Linked DNA regions of Sus scrofa: region 2 is linked to region 1. The links are chromatin contacts, called in public HiChIP or PLAC-seq maps. All regions are on one chromosome and are shown on one strand. Each heading gives the region's core, a stretch centred on a gene start, on an enhancer-like site or on the middle of the called end of the contact. The rest is flanking DNA. Distances are from core to core; before and after follow the strand shown.

What was found. HiChIP or PLAC-seq counts read pairs in DNA pulled down with a chosen protein or histone mark.
Region 2: a contact with region 1 is called in an H3K27ac HiChIP or PLAC-seq map of skeletal muscle. The contact joins two enhancer-like sites. A contact is called at or near these places in 2 of 47 Hi-C or Micro-C datasets (both in skeletal muscle) and 1 of 2 datasets of contacts at active chromatin or transcription factors (skeletal muscle).

What each region holds. Positions count from the first base shown.
Region 1 is chr1:248,048,287-248,054,683 of Sscrofa11.1, forward strand. All of the region lies in intron 1 of ZNF462 (zinc finger protein 462), which reads left to right. Among named protein-coding and RNA genes, the nearest start is that of ZNF462, 22 kb to the left of the region's middle. Within about 2 kb of position 1,340, at least 28 of the 83 cell types and tissues checked have an H3K27ac peak or open chromatin away from gene starts, as enhancers often do. A contact at or near this core is called in skeletal muscle, where this site is marked.
Region 2 is chr1:248,120,457-248,126,417 of Sscrofa11.1, forward strand. The region is part of intron 7 of ZNF462 (zinc finger protein 462); the gene reads left to right. Among named protein-coding and RNA genes, the nearest start is that of ZNF462, 94 kb to the left of the region's middle. Within about 2 kb of position 3,270, at least 1 of the 83 cell types and tissues checked has an H3K27ac peak or open chromatin away from gene starts, as enhancers often do. A contact at or near this core is called in skeletal muscle, where this site is marked.

The sequences.
Region 1 (6,397 bases), core at 90-2,589:
AGCCTAGTAGTAGTAGGAAAGTGATTGGCTTCACTTGGGTCAAGTTCCTCATTTGCTCCTGGCCTCCAGTTTATCTTCAAAATGGAATTCCCTCTTTGGCGAAGGCTTAGAGACATAATGTATGTAAAACACCCAGCACGCTGCCAGGTACTCAGTGAACGGCCACCTCTGCAGTTCATTTGCAATGATCGATTAGTGGCCATCTAGTGCCTGTGGTGCAGATGGCTTGCTCCTTGCCATTTTTTTCTGCCGCCTGGCTTTGCCTTCCTAGTTTGTAGTTGTGGGATGATGATAGAGTTGGAAAGAATTGAGTGTCTTCACTCTCTCGTAAAATGTTTTATAGATGCTGTTATATTTAAGAAATATGTGCTCATTCATCTTTATTCATTCATCAAACATTTATTGAGGGCCCTTTGAGTACTTGGCACGCCTGCAGTGTGCCTAGGTGGTCGAACCCAGTGGAGGTGGGAATCTCTCTACCAGTTGTGTTAGGTTCTTTGTCTTGGTAATTGGGAGTGATTATGATGGAGATGGCGGTCCTTAATCACACTCCAATGAACCAGAGGGTGGCGAACCCTGGCCCGAGGCAGTGAGACCTGGATTCCTATTTAGATGCATGTATTTCTGCGTCTTTGTGTGTATATGTTTACAATATAATTTGCTAACTGTGTAGTTAAGGCTACTGGGGTGCATAATCTGGCAGATCATTTAAATATTTACACCGAAATATCTTGTTCTCTGTTGGTGTGAAGTAGAGTTTCCAGTTATTTTTAGGTCATTTTCATCTTAGCAACCCTGTTGGAGATGAACCAGACACACTGCTGTAAACTGTCCCCACATTTTGATCGAATTTAATAAAGTAAAGTTGAATGGTTTGGTCCCAAGAGGCCAACCAACCATCTGGTTAGCAGAAGGGTTAGGTCGAGTATTGCATGGCTGCTGAGAGGGCCACAGACCAGCCCCGATGTCCTGGTAATATGTCCAGTGGCTGCATGCATTAAGCATGGAAATGGTGCTTTCAAGTCTGCAGAGCCAGCAGTTCTGTTACCACCGCTGTGACGCAGGAGATAATTCAGCTGGGCAAGCGGCAGCGTGGGGGTGGATCTACAGTACAGGATGTGTAATGTCAACATGAAGGATTGGAGCTGGCAGAAGGAAGGGAAGCACTCATTTCATGCCAGTGCAGGAAGCCTAAAGATGCATCCCGCCCCCACACCCCCTTTGCATCTTGTCCTCTTCTGGAGCTTTCCCATGATGTGTTAAATGATTACCTTGTGCATGGTCCATGGCAAAACTTCAGCTGATTTCCTGCCTCTTTTGGAACCTGTCAGCATAAACCTAGTGAACCACATTCCACACACATGTAGGGCGGGCAGAGGCAGGAGTTAGTGGCACCGCCTGGGAGGAGGAGCCAGAGTTTTGTTAGGCAGGAGCATCTTTGCGCTTGGAGATGGAATCCCATTGTACGTCCCTTTGTGCTCAGCTCTGAGACTGGCCATCCGTTCAAAGGCTGCAATCATCTCGGCACATTGTGCTGCAGCTGTAGTTGGGAGAAGGCTGCAGAATGGTTCCAGTGATTCTGCAGAAGCTCGGCAATTACATAATTGCTATGTAACTGGAGAGAGCCATCAGGATTGTCTAGTTCTCCTGGAGAGAAAGCTCCTACAATTTGAGGGCTAGATTGTTTTCCCTTGTTAAACCTGAAGGCTGATGAGCAAGTACATCAAGCCACCAGGCTGGAACCGGGGCCTCTCAGGGGCCTGAGAGGGCACAAAATTCACAAGTACACTTGGCTGAACACTCAGTGGACTTCACAGCTGTGTTAAAGGGAGAGAGAGGGCGAGAGCAAGTCACTGACTCTTGGAAAAGTGGATTCTTATATCAGCCAAACATGATATTGGACTTGCCTCTAGTATTTGGGACTCTGTTCTGTATGCATTCAAAGCATAGAGGATTCCAGTCTCCTGCTCCCAGGAATGGGACTAGCAGAGTTGCACTTGACCACCAAGAGCCCTCTCAGTTTCTGCTGCCTGCTCAGAAGGATTTCACAGTCTCTCTCTCTCTTTTCAATTTTTTATTTTTTGCTTTTTAGGACTGCCCCTGCAACATAGGGAAGTTCCCAGGCTAGGGGTCGAATCAGAGCTACAGCTGCCAGCCTACACCACAGCCACAGCAATGTGGGATCTGAGCCTTGTCTGCGACCTACACCTCACCTCACTGCAACGCTGGATCCTTCACCTACTGAATGAGGCCTGGGATCGAACCCGCATCCTCATGAGTACTAGTTGACTTCGTTACTGCTGAGCCATGATGGGAACTCCTCGCAGCCTCTCTGAAAGCTCTTAGATGCAGATGAGTGGAAGGAGGGTGAGGCCTACCCTACCCCTCAGGCCTTTCTAAATGCGCTGGCTCCCTGGGCTTCAGACCCTGGTGCAGTGCCTGGGCAGCCTGGGGGCTGGAGCAGACTGGACAGTTTGTCTGGGAAGACCTCACAGCGAAGGAATGAATTCCTTCTTTCAGCTACCTTACCGCTTGTTTTCCCTGGTGGAGAAAATTTTGAGGTGGAGTTGGTTAGATGTAGGCGCAAGGGTTGCATTAAACCAGCGAGAGCCTCGGGCTCCAAGTCTCATCAGATACCTACCGAAGCAGTCACCTAAAATTAGCCACACCTCCTAACCCAAGTGAGGGTTTTATGTTTGTTTATGTTAAGTAGCTCTAAATTTCAGCAATCCTACCTTTCTGGGCACAGTTTTGTGGAGCTGGTAGAGTAGAAAGAGTGGTTGTTGGGGTAATTTTTATTAATGGCCTAAGTTGGACCTTTCATAACTATGATATTCATCTGTTTTTTTCTATTTAAATGTGTTTGTACTCAGAACTTCAGCCTAAGGGAAAATTCTACCTTGTGGCTCCTTTGTGAATTAAAAGGGAGTCCCCAGGAGTTCCCTGGTGGCCTTGTGGGTTAAGGACCTGCTGTTGTCACTGCTGTGGCTCTGGTTACTTGTGTGGCGTGGGTTCAGTCCCTGGCGTGGGAACATCCACATGCTGCAGCTCCCTCGCCAAAAAAAAAAGGAGCATCCAGCAGGCAGTATTAGGACTCGGACTTCCAAAATGGATTAGGTCCACAGATTCCTAGACCTTTTACCTTTAGACGTCTGCTTTCCTCTGTATTCCTGGGCCTAATGCTGAGGTAGATAGAAGATAAGAGTTTGTTTAGGAAGCTTGATTCCTATGAAAGAGGACTGGTGGGTTTTCAAGGAGCCAACCTGATTCAGCACCAAGCTTTTATTTTGGAGCAATCTGGAGGGATATAGGATCACCCATGGTGACCCTTGCCTGCGTCATTCCAGGCAGGCCTTGGCAGGCTCCAGCAGATGAGTAAGGACGAGGGCAATTGGCAGGAGGACCCGCTGAGTTCATCTTGCTTCATATCTCAGGAACTGGCCTGACCTCGTTCCATCATCAGTGTTTGGGCATTCTGAGAAACACCGGACCATCTCTCAAGGGTCCTGGAGATTGTGTTGGAAGCAGCATGCTCTCCTACTGGGAAGGAACACCTGCTTTATTGCAGAGAGCACACAGGAGGGAACCCTTTGCTCTCAGTGTTGGGAGGCCTCTGAAGACCTTGGCAGTGAGGGCCATGGTATGTCGTGGAAAGAACATAGACCTCAGAGCCATTGCGTAGTCGTGTGACCTTCAGCGACTTAATCTCTGATCCTCAACTTCCTGATCTGGAAAAAAAAAAAAAAAAAAAATCCACTTCGTAAGCTTCTTGAGGGGAATCAATAAGATCACAAATGTAAATCTCTGGTGCAGAGCATAATCTATTGTGGGCACATCAAAAATACTAATTCCCTTTTCTTCTGTCCTTAAGTTTTTATAAAATACTTATATTGGGCAGGGCACTGTTAAACAGTGACTATGTGATTAGGGGTCAGAGTACACTTGGGTCCATGTGAAGTCCCTCTAAGGGGGCTCCTTGAAGCTTGTCCTGGTGGGATAGATAAACATCTAACTTCTTGGCTTTGGAGGCTGAGCAGCATCTTTTGTTAGAGGATGACTTTTAAGAGCCAATGTGCTCCTGTATGAAACACGATTCCAAAATCTGGCGAAGGGGAAGAAAAGTACCTTAACCTCTGTTTGCACTATCTTGAACATTCTGTAATAGATTATTTATTAAATTCCTTAGATGAGGTTCTGGTGTTTTTGTTTTGACTATGGTTATACAACTAACTGCCGGAAAAGAGAAACCTAGCATTTCCCAAGCCGAGCCCTGAGGAGAGATAGTTGGGTAACCAGAATCCAGAAGACTCTACAACATGGAGGGTTCTTAACAAGCCTCTTTTCCTGGACCTCTAGTCCAGGGGGCCATTCCTTCTGTTGGTGCTCAAGGAAGCCTTGTTGACTGCCCTCAGGGAGAAAGACCTCACTTGGTTAACATTTAGCCCAGTCAACTTTGAAGGCCAATCACTGGTTTGTCTCTTGGTCAGTTACTGAATGGAAGTGGACCAGAAGCAACAGAAAGGCAGGTGTGGGGTTTCCCTTGCTCATTTCTATCGGTCAGTGCCTTGCTTAGTGACTAGGGTAGATGTACATAGTCAGTGTAGGTTGGATTAGTTAACCAGTTCTAGCACTATTTATTTATTTATTTATGTCTTTTTTTTTTTTTTTTTTTTTTTGCCATTTCTTGGGCCGCTCCCACGGCATATGAGGTTCCTAGGTTAGGGGTTGAATTGGAGCTGTAGCCACCAGCCTACACCAGAGCCACAGCAACGCGGGATCCAAGCCGAGTCTGCGACCTACACCACAGCTCACGGCAACGCAGGATCCTTAACCCACTGAGCAAGGCCAGGGATTGAACCTGCAACCTCATGGTTCCTAGTCGGATTCGTTAACCACTGAGCCACGACGGGAACTCCCAATTCTAGCACTTTTTAAAAGGTCATTCCTCCTAAATATCTGTTCCCCAAACACAACTAGATTTCTGCAACCACTGTCTCTAAGTTTCTTTAAGCAGTGATGGCTACAGCACACCTCCCTAGACATCCATCACTCAACTTTAGTGAGTAGAGATAGGGCACTGACATTTTAATTTAAAACTAAGAAGTGGGAGTTCCCTTTGTGGCTCAGTGTTTAACGAGTCCGACTAGGAACCATGGGGTTGCCGGTTTGATCCCTGACCTTGCTCAGTAGGTTAGGGATCCAGTGTTGCCGTGAGCTGTGGTGTAGGTCACAGACGCGGCTCCGATCTGGCATGGCTGTGTGGCTGTGGCATAGGCCAGCGGCTACAGCTCTGATTGGACCCCTGGCCTGGGAACCTCCATATGCTGTGGGTGTGGCCCTAGAAAAGACAAAAAGACAAACAAAACAAAGCAAAAAAAATCCCACTAACAAGTAATATAAATTCTTAATCAAGGGGAAACTGCCTCACTCTATAAACTAGATTAAATATGTTTGAGGGAGTTCCCATTGTGGCTCAGTGGGTTAAGAACCCGACTCATATCCATGAGGATGCAGTGGCCTCGCTTAGTGAATTAAGGATCTGGCATTGCCTTGAGCTGTCAAATAGGTCGTCTTGCAGGTGTGGCTTGGATCCTGCGTCACTATGGCTGTGGTGTGGCTGGCAGCTGCAGCTCTAATTCGACCCCTAGCCTGGGAACTTCCCATATGCTTCGGGTATGGCCATAAAAAGAAAGAGAAAGAAAATGTATGTAACAATGTCTAGAGTGAATCTAGGTTAAAGTAGCCAAGAAGGAGAATGTGATTTTTGGTAGTTTCTGAGGGATACTGATTTGAGCACAACTGTTTACTAGTAGGACTCTGAATGACTCTTCAGGCCATTATAAAGTTAGATTTCATAGACTTGAACCTAAACCATTGGAGAGGAAGCATGCAAACTCAGGAATGCACAGCCAGTCAAGGCTGGTGGTTCCAGAGGAAACTCATTAGTTTTAAATGAAAAAAGGAGACATGTCTTTCCCCAAGACTTTATTTGGCTTAGCAAGTCTAAATGGATCATGGCATGTATTTCATGGGGTAAACTGGTGGTGTGGAAGCTCAAGGAATATAGAGGGAAAAAAGTTAAAGGAGGAAAAAATGAGTGTGTAATGTTTCTTATCAGTTTTACAAAATTGGAAAAATGAAGCAATGGAACCAGGACAGTAGTCGTGTACTTTGAAGGTGGACAAGCAGGTTCCGAAAACATGTTTCCTCACCTTTGACTTTGGTTCTTGAACATTTCAGTGAAGTGATTTAGACCGTCGAAAGTCTAGCGTGTGCAGAAGCCTTCTAGGTATGAGGTGACCTTGCAGTGTTAACGAAACCCATGGATCCTGTTAGTTCCAACCTCAGTGAAGGACATATTCTGAAGAGCCAGCTCATTAAGCAAGCTTTTGAAGGG
Region 2 (5,961 bases), core at 2,020-4,519, 74 kb after region 1:
GAGGTCTTGGGATAGCTTTGCTGGAGCAGAGGAGATGTCCTGGGCAAGATGGGTACCTGAAAAAGAATTTTTTAAGTGCCAACATGAGAAGAAGGTGCCAAATATAACCTTTTTGAAACAAGTAAACATTTATTTAAAAAAATAAATGATAGGATTTTTCTGATGGTGTAGCAGGTTAAGGATCCAGCGTTTTCACTGCTGTGGCTCAGGTTGCTGCCGCAGCACAGGTTCCATGCCCAGTCCAGTAACTTCCATGTACTGTGGGCACAGCCAAAATGAATACATAAATGATGCATTTTGATGGTATGGCCCAGACCGTCCAAATAATGTACATAGTTTCTTCATTCATTCATAATCCTAAATAATACCCTTTTGGAAAATCCTAGCAGTGGTGCTTAAACAGAAATGACGAGGGAAAGAACTGCCAAGGTGATATGAGAGGTTCAGGTAAGGAAGATCTGCTTGCTTTTTACTGGAGTCAGCTCCTTGCTGTTTATGCCCAGGAAGGGACATGAGCCTGCCCTTGGGCTCCTCTGCTTTGTAATGTCAGAGTCATCGAGCGCAACCCAAAGGAGGTGTGTGGCTTAGAGTGCAGGGTCCAGCTAAGGTTTTATTTACCTGTACCCGCTCTCGGAGAGTCATTCCAGTGCTGGGATCTTCGGCTTCCTCGGGGATGAAAATATTCTCACGCGCCTCATGCGAGCCGCGTCCTGATGTCCTCTCTGATGTTCATGAGCTGTGAGCCCTCTACCAACGCTGCCATGAGAGCCACGTGGAGCAACCCAGGGCCTTAAATCTTTACTATAGTCCTTGATTTTTAGCACTGCTAGTGTTTTTCTTCCCCCATGACCAGTTTGAAAGCCATCCATTCTGGTTTATTATTAGGATTCTGCCTGTCTCTTTAACTCCAAAGTGATCAAATTAATTGTGATTTTTATTTAATTCTGCTGATTGCCTTAAATTTACCATCGGATTTAATATGTCTAATGAATCAAAGGAACAAATTATTAGTCTCATTTTATAGAGAAGGAAATGGAGACCTGAGGATTGAAATGATGAGTCCAAAAGTCACAAAACACACATATGTGGTGGACTTCGTCTGAACCCAAAGCTTATGCCTTGGGTTTATGCCAATTTCATCAAAGATTGGTTCTCAGCAGAAACACACATGCATAAATGAGACACAGTGGTGGAGACACAACCTCTTCTTACATGTTTGGGTGCTCTGGAATCTTCCAAAGGACACTAAAGTCAAATTTTATCATTGGTTGATATTTAGAGCCTAAGTTAATAGAGACACAGTGTTCAGTTAAAAGAGCACTATATGAGGAATGAGAAATTATGCATTTGGATTTTGTTGGCTGTAGCCAAGGAGAAGAGATGGAATTGATGAGTCCTGGGAGGCTTCTTTGAAAAGGTGGGGTTCAGGCGGGGCCTTGAGGATGAGCAGGATTTTTATAGGCTGGTAGAAGTGCCCCAGGTGGGACGAGTATGAGAAGTGAACAGGTGTACAGAAGACGTAATGATGAGACAGCAAGGAGACCAGTCAGCTAGAGTGGAGGGTGTGTAGGGAAGTTAGTGGGAGGGCAGTTGGCAGGGTGGGGAGAGGCAGGACCAAAATGTAGGGGTAATTAATACCAGGAAGAGGTCTTTATATTGTTAAGAAACAGGCTAAACAAAGAAGACCAGCAGCAAGGTCCCCATCCCTTTTGGAAGTGGGAGGGGACTTCGGAACTAGGAGTGTGCGATGCTGATCCCTGTGGGTCTTCAGCAATGAATGTGCATTCAGAGTAGTCAGGGGAGGAGTTCCTGCTGTGGCACAGTGGGTTAGGAGTTCAACTGCAGCGGCTTGGGCCACTTTGGAGGCAAGGGTTCGATCCCCAGCCTAACATGGTGGGTTAAAGGGTCCAGCATGGGTCATAGCTTTGGCTCGGATTCAGTCCCTGGCCGGGAGCTTCCATATGCCACGGATGCCACCATAAAATTGAAAAAAAAAATTAATTATGGGAGGTAGTTCTCCCCTTTTAAGATGTCTCCATAGATCTCCCTTCTGATTACAAAAATCATGCCTAATTATGATTATAGAACAGCTTAATGGCAACACGTGCCATAAATTATGAGGGTCACCCATCATGCTAGCCTGTCTGTACCCCAAATAACCCTAATAACAGTCTGCTGTAGAATCATCTAGCTCTTTGTTCCTTGCATATACAAAAAGGGTTCTGTTTTATTTTAATTTTTTTTCAAAATTGGAACCATAATATACAAACTACTTTCTTGCATCTTTTCATCTTCACTTAAAATCTTCTCTCACCATTTTGAAATAGTGAAACAAAGCACCAAAGAGGATTCCCCTTTAAATCATAAATATTAAGGATGTAAAGGCCTCAGTATTTTTGTGTGTATGTGATATATGTATTTAAGATGGGGGGGTCTCAGGTTTGTATAAGGCCTTTGAGGTTTTGCCAATCAAAAATTCCCTCGTTTATTTCACGTTCAGGCTCTCTCGTCTTCTAAAAAATGACTTAAGTCTCTTTTTCTCTTGCTTCAGTCTTAATACATTTGAAATATTGGCAAATGCTCCATAAGTTAAATGACAGAATCCAGATTACAGACTGTCTAGACTGTTCAGAGTAATGAGCTGAAAGTGAGATTTTGCTGGGGGATAAATATAAAACTTGGGTAGCTTCTGACCTTTGTATTCACTTCCATTACTAGACTTGCCAAATATTCTTGTAATTGTCAGTTATCAGATCTGTCTCCCCAACTAAACTGTGTGCTCTCTGAGGTCAAGGACTGTTCCAGAGTCTTAGCCCTTGGCAGGCCATTCAGTAATGACTTCTTGATATGAAGGAGGGCAGCAAAATCAACCACGCACAAGGAGAAGGGACAAAACAATAGTTTACGTGTCAAAAAGCCTGGGAATTTGAGTGACTGCAAAAGATAGCTGGGAAAGGCCAGCAGAACGGGGCTGCGCGTGAACCGTAAGAGCGTACGTTGTCTCAGGTCACCCCTCCCTCCTCCACTTACCTAACGTTGGCCTTCCCTGCAACGGCAACGCCACTTACCCTGTCAACTCTGCACCTAAAGTGACTCATCCCTTTCCTTCAAGCAGCCAAGAAGAGGAGTGAGTGCAGGCCTTACTTTCTGCCACCTGTTGAACAGTATTTTTTGCTTCCATCACATTTCGAATGCCTGCTCTCAGCTTACTTCCGTCTCCATATCTTCTGGAATGTTCTTTCACCTTCCTCAGTGAACTCAGTGCCAGGCTCACAGCCTGCCTTTTCACGCCAGTCATGACCATCGTGCTCTGGAATTTTGCCGTACTGGACCCGGTGATAATGACGCAACAAATATTTGGTCTCTTCAGCTGGAGATATTTGCCTCTTCGCTGACTGTGTTCCACCACCCTTCTTTTGAGGCTGGACTCACCATAACCACTCTGCCTTCAGCATCCCAAACTCTTCAATTCTCTCTGACCACCACCCAACGACCCTTGTCTACTCAACCCAGACTCTAGGTTTAGCCATTTCAGAAGGGATTTTCCCAGCATCCTTGTGTCTCTCCCTCCATTGTCCTTCTGTGGTTTTCAACTTGTCAGACCCCATCCCTGAATAACCCTCACCCTCTGCTCCCCCTGTTGTTGTTGATTTTGGCCATCTCACAGCATGTGGAGTTCCTGAACCAGGGATCAGATCCGAGTCAGAGTCATGACCTAAGGTGCGGCAACACCAGATCCTTAACCGACTGCGCCGGGCTGGGGATTGAACCCACGTCCCAGCACTCCCAAGACACCGCTGATCCCGTTACACCACAACGAGAGCTCCACTTCCTCTGATTTTTGCCAGTCTTTCTGGCTCTAATCTCAAGCTTCCCCAGTCTGTTTTCAAGGTTCTCTTTGTTAACCACAAATCCAATTTCCTTTTAAAAGTAAATTGGAGCTGATTCAGATTTATCCCTCTGTGACATCGGTTTACTTTCTTGAGTGAAAGAGACAGGCGTGGAGTCACAGCCAAGGTGGCAGAAGTTGCAAATAGCTGCAGTGTTTACCTTGCCTGCCCCAAAGCTAACAGTGAACAAATGGAATGAGCAGCAAGAGAGTTCACAGCTGGGGTATCACAAATTATTAGGTTGTACTTGGGAGAGGTGGTTTTCCTATGACTCCGATTTTTATAGTATTTTACAATTTTCCCCATGGGTACGTTTTTAATTAGGAATACAGAGAAGATGAAGAAATCCACATCTACCTTGCGTGCACGCAAGGATAGTGCCACTGACATGTCTGTTAGAAGGAACAATGGGAATAATTCCATTAAAGGCAGGCAGTAAAGTATTAGTAAACTTCCCAGCTAACACGTTAAAATCAGTACATTCCATGTATTTTTAACAATAAAACCATTTCCGCAAATACATCTACAGTACACTTTTGCACCTTGATTATGTTACCTCTGAAAAAGATAACTTTCTAAAAATGATTAAGTTCAATGTTAAAATGCAAGATAGATTTATTTTGTTCTCTTTCTTGTTTTTCAGTGGCTTCATTATTATGTGCCTCTATCCCTGTAATTCAACAAGAAGGTTTTATGTACTTTTCACTATATTTCTCCCTCTTCTCATTTTCTAGGCCATTTCCATAGTATCCCTGGGGAAAAATGTTGGGGACCTATATGTCCACCCCTTGTGAGTTACCAGAGCAGAAAAGAGTTTTGAGAACCACAGGATGGAGTGATGGTGGTTCTTTGTAAGTCTTGGTTTAAGATTTCATTTATTTACCCTTTTATACATGGAGAGAAAGCAAAAACAATGTGTGAGAAAGCAGCTTTCATAATAAATATACTGAGTAAATTGGTGGATTTTTATACTAATCATCATAATCCCGATAAAAGGAGATGACTGTACTTGAGTCGGTGACGTGAAGCCGCGTAAAGTTAGGCAGTGCTGAGACCAGCCCCGCCCACAGCCCCAGCCTCCCCTTGTGGACCAGGGCGGGGGTGGGCAGCTCTTCTCAGGCCTGTGGGCCTCCTGTCTCTGGGAGGGGTAAGAGGTGACTGGCAGCCACAGATGGGCCACTAGAGGTCCTGCTCCAGGCATCTGGTGGCCGCGGCACCCATCAGGCACTCCCACTCGGGGAACATATCTGAGGGTTCCGTGGAACCCAGCAACTTTGCAATTGTGCTGCAGTACTGGTGTGGGTCATGTCTTCTGTGTATCACTGGGTGTTGTCGTTTTGACTGAGCAGATGCCAAGGAGGACCCATTTTGACTCAAATGGAGCTCCTGAAAGTGAGGGACAGATGGTTTGAAACCAGGTCTCTGTATAGATCATCTCTCCCTAATAGTTTGCACTGGAAAGTTGGATCCCTGCATGTGAGGTCCAAATCCAGGAAGTACCACCCGCCTTGTAGGCCGGGGACCTCTCACCCTGTGCAGTCTCAGGCAGAGAGCCTGACCGCCCTGTATCACCCGCAGGTATGCTGAGATAAATCACTGACCTTTTCTGAGACTTGATGTCTTGTTCGTAAAATAATGATGATGGCTACTTTATGCAGTTATTTTGTGGTACAAATGAGGTGAGATATGAAAATGCTTTCATATTCTAAATTACTAGAAAATCTTAGACATTTTTAAAGTAGTACTGGAGTTCCCTGGTGGCCTAGTGGGTTAAGGATCTGGAGTCGTCACTGTTGTGGTGCAGGTTCAGTCCCTGGCTTGGAAACTTCCATATGCTGTGGGCGAGGCCAAAAAAACAAAATAAATAGTATAGTAGAAGCGAATTCCTCATCAATTTATGATGATTTGTCATGAACCAGAGATTGATGAGGATTTTTTTTTTTTTTAATAGAAAAGGAAAAAACTTTCACATCTTCCCTTGGAAACTGAATGAAATCTCTTGACTGTTTCTTGGGAGCCAAAAATAATTCAGTGTTTGGAAAGTGGTGTTGAATCTGGACTCCTGTTGATT